Regions from separate parts of the Mus musculus genome. Here all the other regions are linked to region 1. The links are chromatin contacts, called in public Hi-C and Micro-C maps. All regions are on one chromosome and are shown on one strand. The core of a region is the stretch at or near the end of the contact, and the rest is flanking DNA. Distances in the headings are between cores, read along the strand shown. Region 1 overlaps Ahi1 (Abelson helper integration site 1). Region 2 has its middle 8.2 kb from the start of Gm33728. Region 3 has its middle 88 kb from the start of Aldh8a1.

What was found. Hi-C and Micro-C count contacts between places; a contact is called where the count stands out from the background.
Region 2: a Micro-C map of the G1E-ER4 cell line shows a contact between it and region 1. The contact joins two enhancer-like sites. A contact is called at or near these places in 1 of 15 datasets of contacts at CTCF or cohesin (stem cell-derived epiblast-like cells), 5 of 484 Hi-C or Micro-C datasets (the G1E-ER4 cell line and embryonic stem cells), 1 of 115 datasets of contacts at active chromatin or transcription factors (large pre-B cells) and 1 of 9 other capture datasets (embryonic stem cells).
Region 3: a contact with region 1 is called in a Hi-C map of the G1E-ER4 cell line, with 2.6 times the contacts expected there. The contact joins two enhancer-like sites. A contact is called at or near these places in 2 of 15 datasets of contacts at CTCF or cohesin (large pre-B cells and pro-B cells) and 2 of 484 Hi-C or Micro-C datasets (B cells and the G1E-ER4 cell line).

Annotation. Positions count from the first base shown.
Region 1 is chr10:20,968,243-20,970,942 of GRCm38.p6, reverse strand. Ahi1 (Abelson helper integration site 1) reads right to left here. Exons shown (of 24, transcript NM_026203.3): 7 at 1,770-1,955; 8 at 1-94. Among named protein-coding and RNA genes, the nearest start is that of Ahi1, 17 kb to the right of the region's middle. Within about 2 kb of position 1,397, at least 11 of the 459 cell types and tissues checked have an H3K27ac peak or open chromatin away from gene starts, as enhancers often do. A contact at or near this core is called in the G1E-ER4 cell line, where this site is marked.
Region 2 is chr10:21,259,047-21,261,861 of GRCm38.p6, reverse strand. No RefSeq gene overlaps it. Among named protein-coding and RNA genes, the nearest start is that of Gm33728, 8.2 kb to the right of the region's middle. Within about 2 kb of position 1,436, at least 14 of the 459 cell types and tissues checked have an H3K27ac peak or open chromatin away from gene starts, as enhancers often do. A contact at or near this core is called in the G1E-ER4 cell line, where this site is marked.
Region 3 is chr10:21,463,911-21,466,644 of GRCm38.p6, reverse strand. No RefSeq gene overlaps it. Among named protein-coding and RNA genes, the nearest start is that of Aldh8a1, 88 kb to the right of the region's middle. Within about 2 kb of position 1,359, at least 41 of the 459 cell types and tissues checked have an H3K27ac peak or open chromatin away from gene starts, as enhancers often do. A contact at or near this core is called in the G1E-ER4 cell line, where this site is marked.

The DNA of each region.
Region 1 (2,700 bases), core at 148-2,647:
TGTCCACGGAACTTGTTTCACGGTGACGTTCACAGTACACTGGTGTACCCCTTTCCTCCTGGAGAGCCATCATAGAGCGGTAAGATGGCTTTATCTAAATATGTGTGGAAAACGAGAAAATGAACGTCATGTTCAATTGTTAAATTAAACATGTGCACAAACACACACAAGCCATGGCACACTTGTGGGAACTGGCTCACTCCTGTCATGGGGTCAAGTGGAGGTCACGAGGCTTGTCACAGCTGATTCTCCTTCTTATTGTTTTTACAGTACTGTGACAGAGCCTGGTGTGGTGGCACACACCTTTAATCCCAGCACTCAGTTGCAGGAGGCAGGGGCATCTCTGAGAGTTTTAGGACAGCGTGATTTGGCCTACAGAATGAGTTACAGGACAGCTAGACTACACAGTGAAACCCTGTCTTGGACAAAACAAAATATAATGAAAATACTGAAAAATGGTATGGAAACTTTTCAAAATACAGCCAGATTTTGTTTTCATTTGTATAATACTTTAAGTAAATAAAAGCTATTTGAACTATGCTTCTATAATCACAAAGCTTTAAAAGTTTGGAAAAAAAAATAGTAGACTCCAATAGTAAAAATGGCTATACTTCTTACTGTTATTACATTATTTGTTCTAGTTTTGAGAGAGTGTCACAGGTAGCTCAGGCTGCCTCGACCTTGCTGTGTATGAAGTGGGCTTTGTGTTCTCTAATCCACTTCCCACGTGCTAGGGTAACAGGCTTGTAGCCACACCCGGATGCACAAAGTGTTTTTGATAGCTGTCCCCTGTGTCTACCTCTTCACAAATACCTGCCTAGTTCTATGCTATGGCTCTGATAGAACATGATATTGCTGGCTTAGATACAATCACAAAACTAATATAAAAAAATCTGAGATTAAAGAACAATCTATCTCATGCCTTTAATCCCAGTAAGGCAGAGGCAGAGGCAGGTGGATTTCTGAGTTCGAGGCCAGCCTGGTCTACAGAGTGAACTCCAGGACAGTCAGGGCTACACAGAGAAACCCTGTCTCGGAAAAACCAAAACCAAAACCAAAACCAAAACAAAAAAAAGACCAATCTATCCCCTGATATATTTTATTTAACTCCATTTAGACGAATGGAAATCAGCTCTGTGCTCACAGCACATGACAGCAGCTGTGGAATGTGAAGCTCACCTGAAAGGTTAATATTAAAAAGACAAAAGCTTCATCTTCGGATCCTTCATGATGAGATCATTCGTAATGTTTATCGGAAGGCAGCAGCAGTACAGATGCGATCTACTGCTGCTTATCTGAATGACTCCAGTGTGAAGAATGCAACCCAGAGGTCTGCAAGGACAGCCCATGTGCGACATCTGCTCCATTACTGTTACAGATAAAGATATCCTGCACACATGAAGGCCTTCTGTCTTACTGTTTCTATGGCTGCTCTCTCACCTGAGGGGGAGTAGCTGTAGCCTGCAGAGTCTGGCTCAAGGCCTACACTGTATTTCTTGCCCTTTATAATAAAAGGTTTCCCAGGACCAACTTTTCATCTTTTTATTTTTAACTACAAAATATGAAAGTTTGCCAAAAGAGGTTTTTTAAACAATGAAGTCTACTTTAAAACTTAAAGTTCATCTAACTATCAACTGTTATAAACTTAATGTGTAACCAAAAAATCTGTTAAAATAATTCTGAGAACTGAGATTTTTAAACATGGAAAATACATTATGCCATCCTTAATTTCAACTGAGGAGATACATTTATAGACACTATTAACTTACACAGTCCGGGACTTTCAATCCTCGTACGGTTACATACAATGTTGATGGATAACGATTTCTTGGACACTTGGACCACCATTCAAAAACCTCGACGACATTTAGCTGGGATCGAGGCTTAGTCGGTGGGTAGTAGAGCTGCAGGCGAAGTTTTGAGTTGATGTTTGCATTCCCATTGGCTCCCAGAAGCTTAAAGTAAGAATTTGTGTAAATTATTAGCTTTTCTGAAAGGGTGAGATTTGTTAGGTTTCTGAAGAAAAAGGCAGATGAGCCTAGGGGTTAGGCACTCTGGGCTTCTTTGACAAGTGGCTTTACCAACATTGCCTACAAGCACTCTTTTCCGCATAAGTGACTGCAGACTGTGCAAGTACTTACACTGTGGTACCAGGAGGCGCGCTGCAGAAACAATGAGGACAGCACACACTTGTCTGAGCTAATCCTGGGAAGGAGTAATATACACATCACTGAGCACAGGCGTGCTTCCCACTTGTCAGTCATCTCCTGCGGTCTTCCATATGCTCCGCAAGTGTCTGCTACTACAGATGCGTCCCTAGCGTTGCCCTCCTCCTTTCCACTGGAAGGTAGCCTACCCAGACTCAACTCTGGAGCTCAAGCAGGTCTTGTGCTTGTGGCTACCCTGCCTCAGCCTCCGCAGTAGCTGGAGCTCCAAGACTACATTCATAGTTTTCATGGATAAAATAATATGTTTTACAGTCTTTAAGACTCGAAATCATTCTAAGATAAGTTAATTCTAACTGTCCACTTCATTTTTCAATATTTTAGTCTACCTTCTTTGAAAGGTCTATTGAAAAAGCCAATTAAACAAAAACCAAGATAAGCAGATTGATGGAGATTCTTAGGAAAAAGTTTAAAATCTGAGCAGTTCAGATGAGCTTTTTGTCCCTACTTAATGGGTGAAGAGGAAATGTTGCAG
Region 2 (2,815 bases), core at 187-2,686, 290 kb before region 1:
CTCAGGGGTTTTTATTATCTCTGAAACCTGAATTTGTCCTTTAGTTATATAGAATGAGTTAGCAACTTTACCCTTAATATGTAATTGTCCATCAATTTATATTTATTTTTCATTTCAAACTTGTATTTGATTAAGATATAGAAATAGAATTACCTTTCCTTTTTTTCCTTTAGTATATCAGGAGACAAAAATCATGACAATTTAAAGATTAAACTTGACTTTATTTTGGTTTCTAGTGATGTGTGTTCTTGGAGTGTGAACAGGGTCTCTCTCAGCTCTTACTGGACTCAACCTGGGGAGCTGGTCACCAAAGTCACCCTGAACCAATAGCTTTCAAATTCATTGTCCCACCACGAACACAGGAACGAGTAAAAGGAGGAGGCAGAGCAAGCATAGGTTTGTTAAGAAATCTAAGAACGTAACCCACCCACCATTTATTCCTTCCTTCCTTCCTTCCTTCCTTCCTTCCTTCCTTCCTTCCTTCCTTCCTTCCTTTCTTCTTTCCTTCTTTCTTTAACAGGGTCACACTACATACCTCTGGTTGGCCTGGGATTCACTATATAAACTCACAGAGATCTGTCTGTTTCTTCCTCCTAGGCACTGAGTTTGAAGGCAAACAAAGCCCCCATCAAGCTCTTGTTTATTTTCTATGTCCACCAAATTCTCGCCTTGCAGACAGGAAATTTTTTCTACCTTTCCATGCCTTCCTGGAGCCAATTTAATTATGGCTCCACATTGGCACCATGAGAGCTCACCCAGGAAACAAAGGGGTCCATCATTGAAAACTATTAATACAGTAAATAAGAAACTCGTCAGATAGTCAAGAAGTTTCAAAAAATCAAAATAGAACATGGAAGCCACACAGAGGAGAGTAGTCCCAGAAACTGTTATTTTAAAAACAAAATCCCAAACATTCAATTCACCAAAATGAAGATATAGGAGCCAGATACTGTGATAAAAGCCTGCTAGCTCAGAGAAGCAGAGAAAACACCCAGCTGACCTTCCTACTCCACCAGCATCCCGAAAGGAAAATGTTCCCTCTCCTTCTTTTCCATGCTATCTTAAATACCCTCCAACTCAAAGACACTCCTCCCTCTATCCTGGATTTTCTTATGTTCACTCTCTGTCAACCGTTGCTTGCTCTGCCTCTTAACCTATAGTTAACTTTATTTAGCTCTTCTTTACAGAAAGCTCTTGGGCTATAGGTGTATGCTAGGGCTGAGACACACCACAACAAGAAACACATTTTTTTCCAGTTCACAATCCAGGGTTCACAATGTGATCAAATGTCCTGCAACAGGAAACCACCACCCAAAAGCTGAGCTGGTCAGAACCTCAAAGCCTAGCAAAGCTGGGGCTCAGTCTCAGAGCAGAGGCCCTGCCTAGCTGCTACAGGTCCCCGGAGCCCAAGGGAACTGGAACTCAGACCTAAGGCAGAAGTGCTGCCTACCTGGTTGGGCACATGTGCCATGAGCTCAGCTTCATCTTGGACTGTACTTACTGCGGGGACTCAGAAATAGCTTAAAACAAAACAAAACAAAACAAAACAAAACAAAACGTGTTTACTGTGCTTATGAGATGGCCAATAAAACCCATGTTCATCAGTGATTACAGCCACTATTATAGTGTTTTCTTCCTGGTCTGTCAGGGTCCTTTCTTCCTCTCCCGCTCTGCCTTCTCTCCTTCTCTTCTCTCCAACCCCTTACTTCTCTTCTCTCCAGTCCTCTTTCTTCTCCCTTCCCCTCTCCTCTTTCTCTTCCTTAGCCTCTGTCTCTCTGTCTCCTTCCCAATGCCCAGGAGCTCAAAACAGAGATATATGCCACTAAGTACCAACCCAGAAAGAATGAAGAGAAAAAAAGTTACCCCTAATTTTTAATTGCTAGCTTAAGAAAAGACAACTCTAAACAGGGTGAAGGCACCATTTCCACATGGATTGTTACAGAGTTCAAAGTCTCATAAGTCAAGATGGGTCACCAGCTGTACAATAGACTATCCCTGCTATCACAGAGATACAGAAATTGTCACCACACGATGATGAAAGTTTGTTGCACATAGTGACAGTTCCCACCCAGTGAGATAAAGCCAGTGTGTCAGGGTTAGAGACATAGTTTAGAAGACATGTTCTTCCACAAATACTAGATCCTTCCCTCATTGGTGTGCGTGTGTGTGTGTGTGTGTGTGTGTGTGTGTGTGTGTTTTGTTGTTGTTGTTGTTGTTGTTTTACTAGGGATTGAACCTGGGGCTTTATCCTGTGCATGTAAAGCAGGCGTTTTAATACTGATCTGTAACCTAGAGGTTACATTTTGATATCATCAGGTTGTTCATTAACTAGCTATTGATAGTTTCTGATTATAATATAAACTCTTGAGTGTGATTCTGAAACATCTGTATGTACTCACTAATAATACAATAATATATACCCCTGATAGAAAAAATGGTTTGTTTAAACTATATGATGATTCAACTAGGCATTGCAAGCTGTGTCACATGTGGAAAACACAAATCACAAATATTGAAAGTAATTTAATGATGTTCACCGAATCCCTTTAGGGTCATTCACCTCTTGAGTGTGGAACTATGAAAAATCAACAATTCAACTTATGTTTTGCTACTTAAAAAAAAATGAGGTGTCTAAAACAGAAGAGAAATTGGGTCACCAGATTCTATCCATAAATTTCACTTAAAACCTTTTATCTTAAATTAAATTAAATACTGCTTTATGGATACTCCTTGTAGTTAGAATCTTTAGAAGTTTTATTGATACTAACGAACATTAATCGTCTAATCATGCCTCAGATGCACACAAGTGGTGTCA
Region 3 (2,734 bases), core at 110-2,609, 500 kb before region 1:
GGATTGCAAAGTAGTAGACTTAAATATCTGTGCTTTCAAATTTTCTCTACCCCATCCCAGATTCATGTTGCCAAATTTCTTTAGATTTCTCCAAGTCTCTCCTCCTATTGAGGTGGCATTTTCATGGTAGGCTACGGGTGGGCAATCTTGTTTACAAGGGGCATCTGGTTCTTACAAATCCTGTAAGACAGAGCAGACAATCAACCTTCCAGCTGGCCAAGGGAAAACAGCCTGTCTGCACTGAACAGATCCAGGCTCCATTAATGACTAGCATCAAGAAGAGACAAGGAACGCTGGCCCAGAAATGTACGCAGCAACATGATTGGCCCCACTGCTGTATTCTTGCCTTGGCATAACAACCACAGGATGGAAAACATCTGGAGCAAGCCACCCTTCTTGGATCTCTGCTAGAGATGAAGGCAGGAAACAGCTCACACCGGAGCTAGGTGTCCGTGTCCATCAGTGATCACAAGAGGTTTAAGCAAGCAGAACTCCTGTGTGAAATTCCATAACTCACACAAGGAAGCCCAGGGTCCAGCTGACCCAGAGCCAAGAAGAAAGTTCTAGAACTAAAGAGGTATGGTTGCAGAACAGCTTTTCCCTCTGGTGAACGGTCTGTGAAACCTCTAAGACTCTCCATAGCTCTACCCTCGCTGAGCACATAACTGAGGTCTTACATGGGAACTGTGTAGGAAGCTCAAGAACATGCCAGTGCATACAGGTGTGCCAGTGTTCATCCGATCCTTGCCCAGTGTGTTTTCAGTCTAATTATCTAACTGAGATTTGGTTGAGGAGTGGCACTTGTGTGCAAGTGTCTGCTTGTTTGCTTATATAAAAAGGCAGAACGTGCCCAGCCTTAGCATTTTAAAGTTATAGATGCATATAAGAAAAGTAAATGGAGAAGTGTTTCAGAATCACCAATTGCAGGACCCCGTGTTTTACAACGGAGGAATCCAAGGGAAACTAAGGTGTCTTTCATTCTGGCCTTGCTCCAGCCACGGCAGGGCAAAGATGGATCCCAAGCAGCGACCTTAGACAGCACTGACCCAAGCTGCAGGCTGTCGGGAGTGGGGTTGGAGATGCGACAAGAAAGATTCACAGATGAAGAAACAGCGTCACCTAGTGGCGATCTATCCGTTTCCAAGCCATCTTGTGATACAAAAGCGCTCTCTTTTCTGTACCCCAATTTCCCAAGACAACTAATATTTCAGAATGTTTTATCTTCGCGGGCTCTCCAAAGCTCAAGTGGGTTGCCATCCAAAACGCGTTGCCTAACACGTTTCCCAGCCTCTTATGCTACTTTCCAGGGTCGACTCGGCAACTATCTGCTTCAAGGGCCGTGTCCATTTTGCTATCGATCTCTGTGTGCATCTTGCTTCAATTCCGGACATTGCCCGGGGCGGTGCTGCAAACAAGCATGTAGCTGTGTCTTGGTCAAGTTTATTTGTTAGCTCATCTTTCTTGTTCTCAGGTGTTTGCTGCTTTCACTGTGTTTGAGAGGCCAGACCTGTTCCCACATCAGGACCCTAACTTTGGAGATAGGAAAACAAAACAAAATATGTTGTTGATGTTATTTTTCTTTTTTTAAGTATGTGCAGCATCTCAGGGTGATGGGGAGGAGGAAGCCCAGAGTCAAGAGTTCACTGAGAGCATCCACAGAGCCAATCTGCCACCATCTTCATGAAGTTCACCTGTATAAACTTACAAAGGATCTCCACAGCTGGGCTTGTTGACTCTTCCCCGTCCCTCATAGAAGGATGGTCAGGGAGGGTCACAGGACCATCACCTGGGTATCCAGCAACTCCTTCCAATTAGGCGTATGCTAGTCTGCCCTAATTGCACATGACATCAAAGAAGAGCTTGGCGTTTATAGACTGGAAAGGACTGGGGAGGGGTCCCACCTATAGCCAAAGGGGCAGTTACCATTCATGTTGGATACAGATATTCCAGTGTGGTGGCTTTAAGGCTGTACATGATCCTGTCTCCAAACTCCATTGCTCTGTCAGTAAGCCTAATAAATTCACAGATTGCCCCAGAGTCAATATTTGGTGGATCCATGCCTCCCTTTGTCCTTTGGACCTCTGTGGGAAGGGTAGACATTGTTTCTATCTCCCCAAGAGAAGACATTTTAGCAACACTGAGAAAGAAGCAAGAGCCCAGGAGGAAGCCAGGAGGGAAATGAGACAGAAAAGCAATTTAAAACCACAGTAGGAAGATGCTGAGATGCTATTCAGAAGAACTTGGCCTCAGTATACAATTAGATTCCACCAAATTATGTACCACGGCAAAACAACTGCATGCAAGACTCCAGAAAACACAATACTTTACTCACCCTAACCATTTAGAACTATTTCCTCCACAAAATGGTCCCTTCATTTAATAGCTAGAAAAACAGGACCCCTGAAGATGAGTTGTTTGTCAGGATTGGGGTGAGACTTTGTCTACATTGGGTCTATTGTGTTCTAATAAAGAACAGTTAAGTAAAACAAGAAATATTTTTAGGAGAATAAATTAATTTCAAGCCAGAAACTCCCTATGGTCATTCAGTTTTGTCCTTACTTATCTGCTGAAAATACATTTGCATATCCACATTGTCTATTGTAATTATATCATCCCCAAACAGAATGAGTCTGATTTCTAAGTGAAATAACTATTTAATAGATGCTACTCTTAAAATATAAATATAAGAAATATAAATATTTCCAAAGTAGATGATTTCCAAAAATAAAAGGAA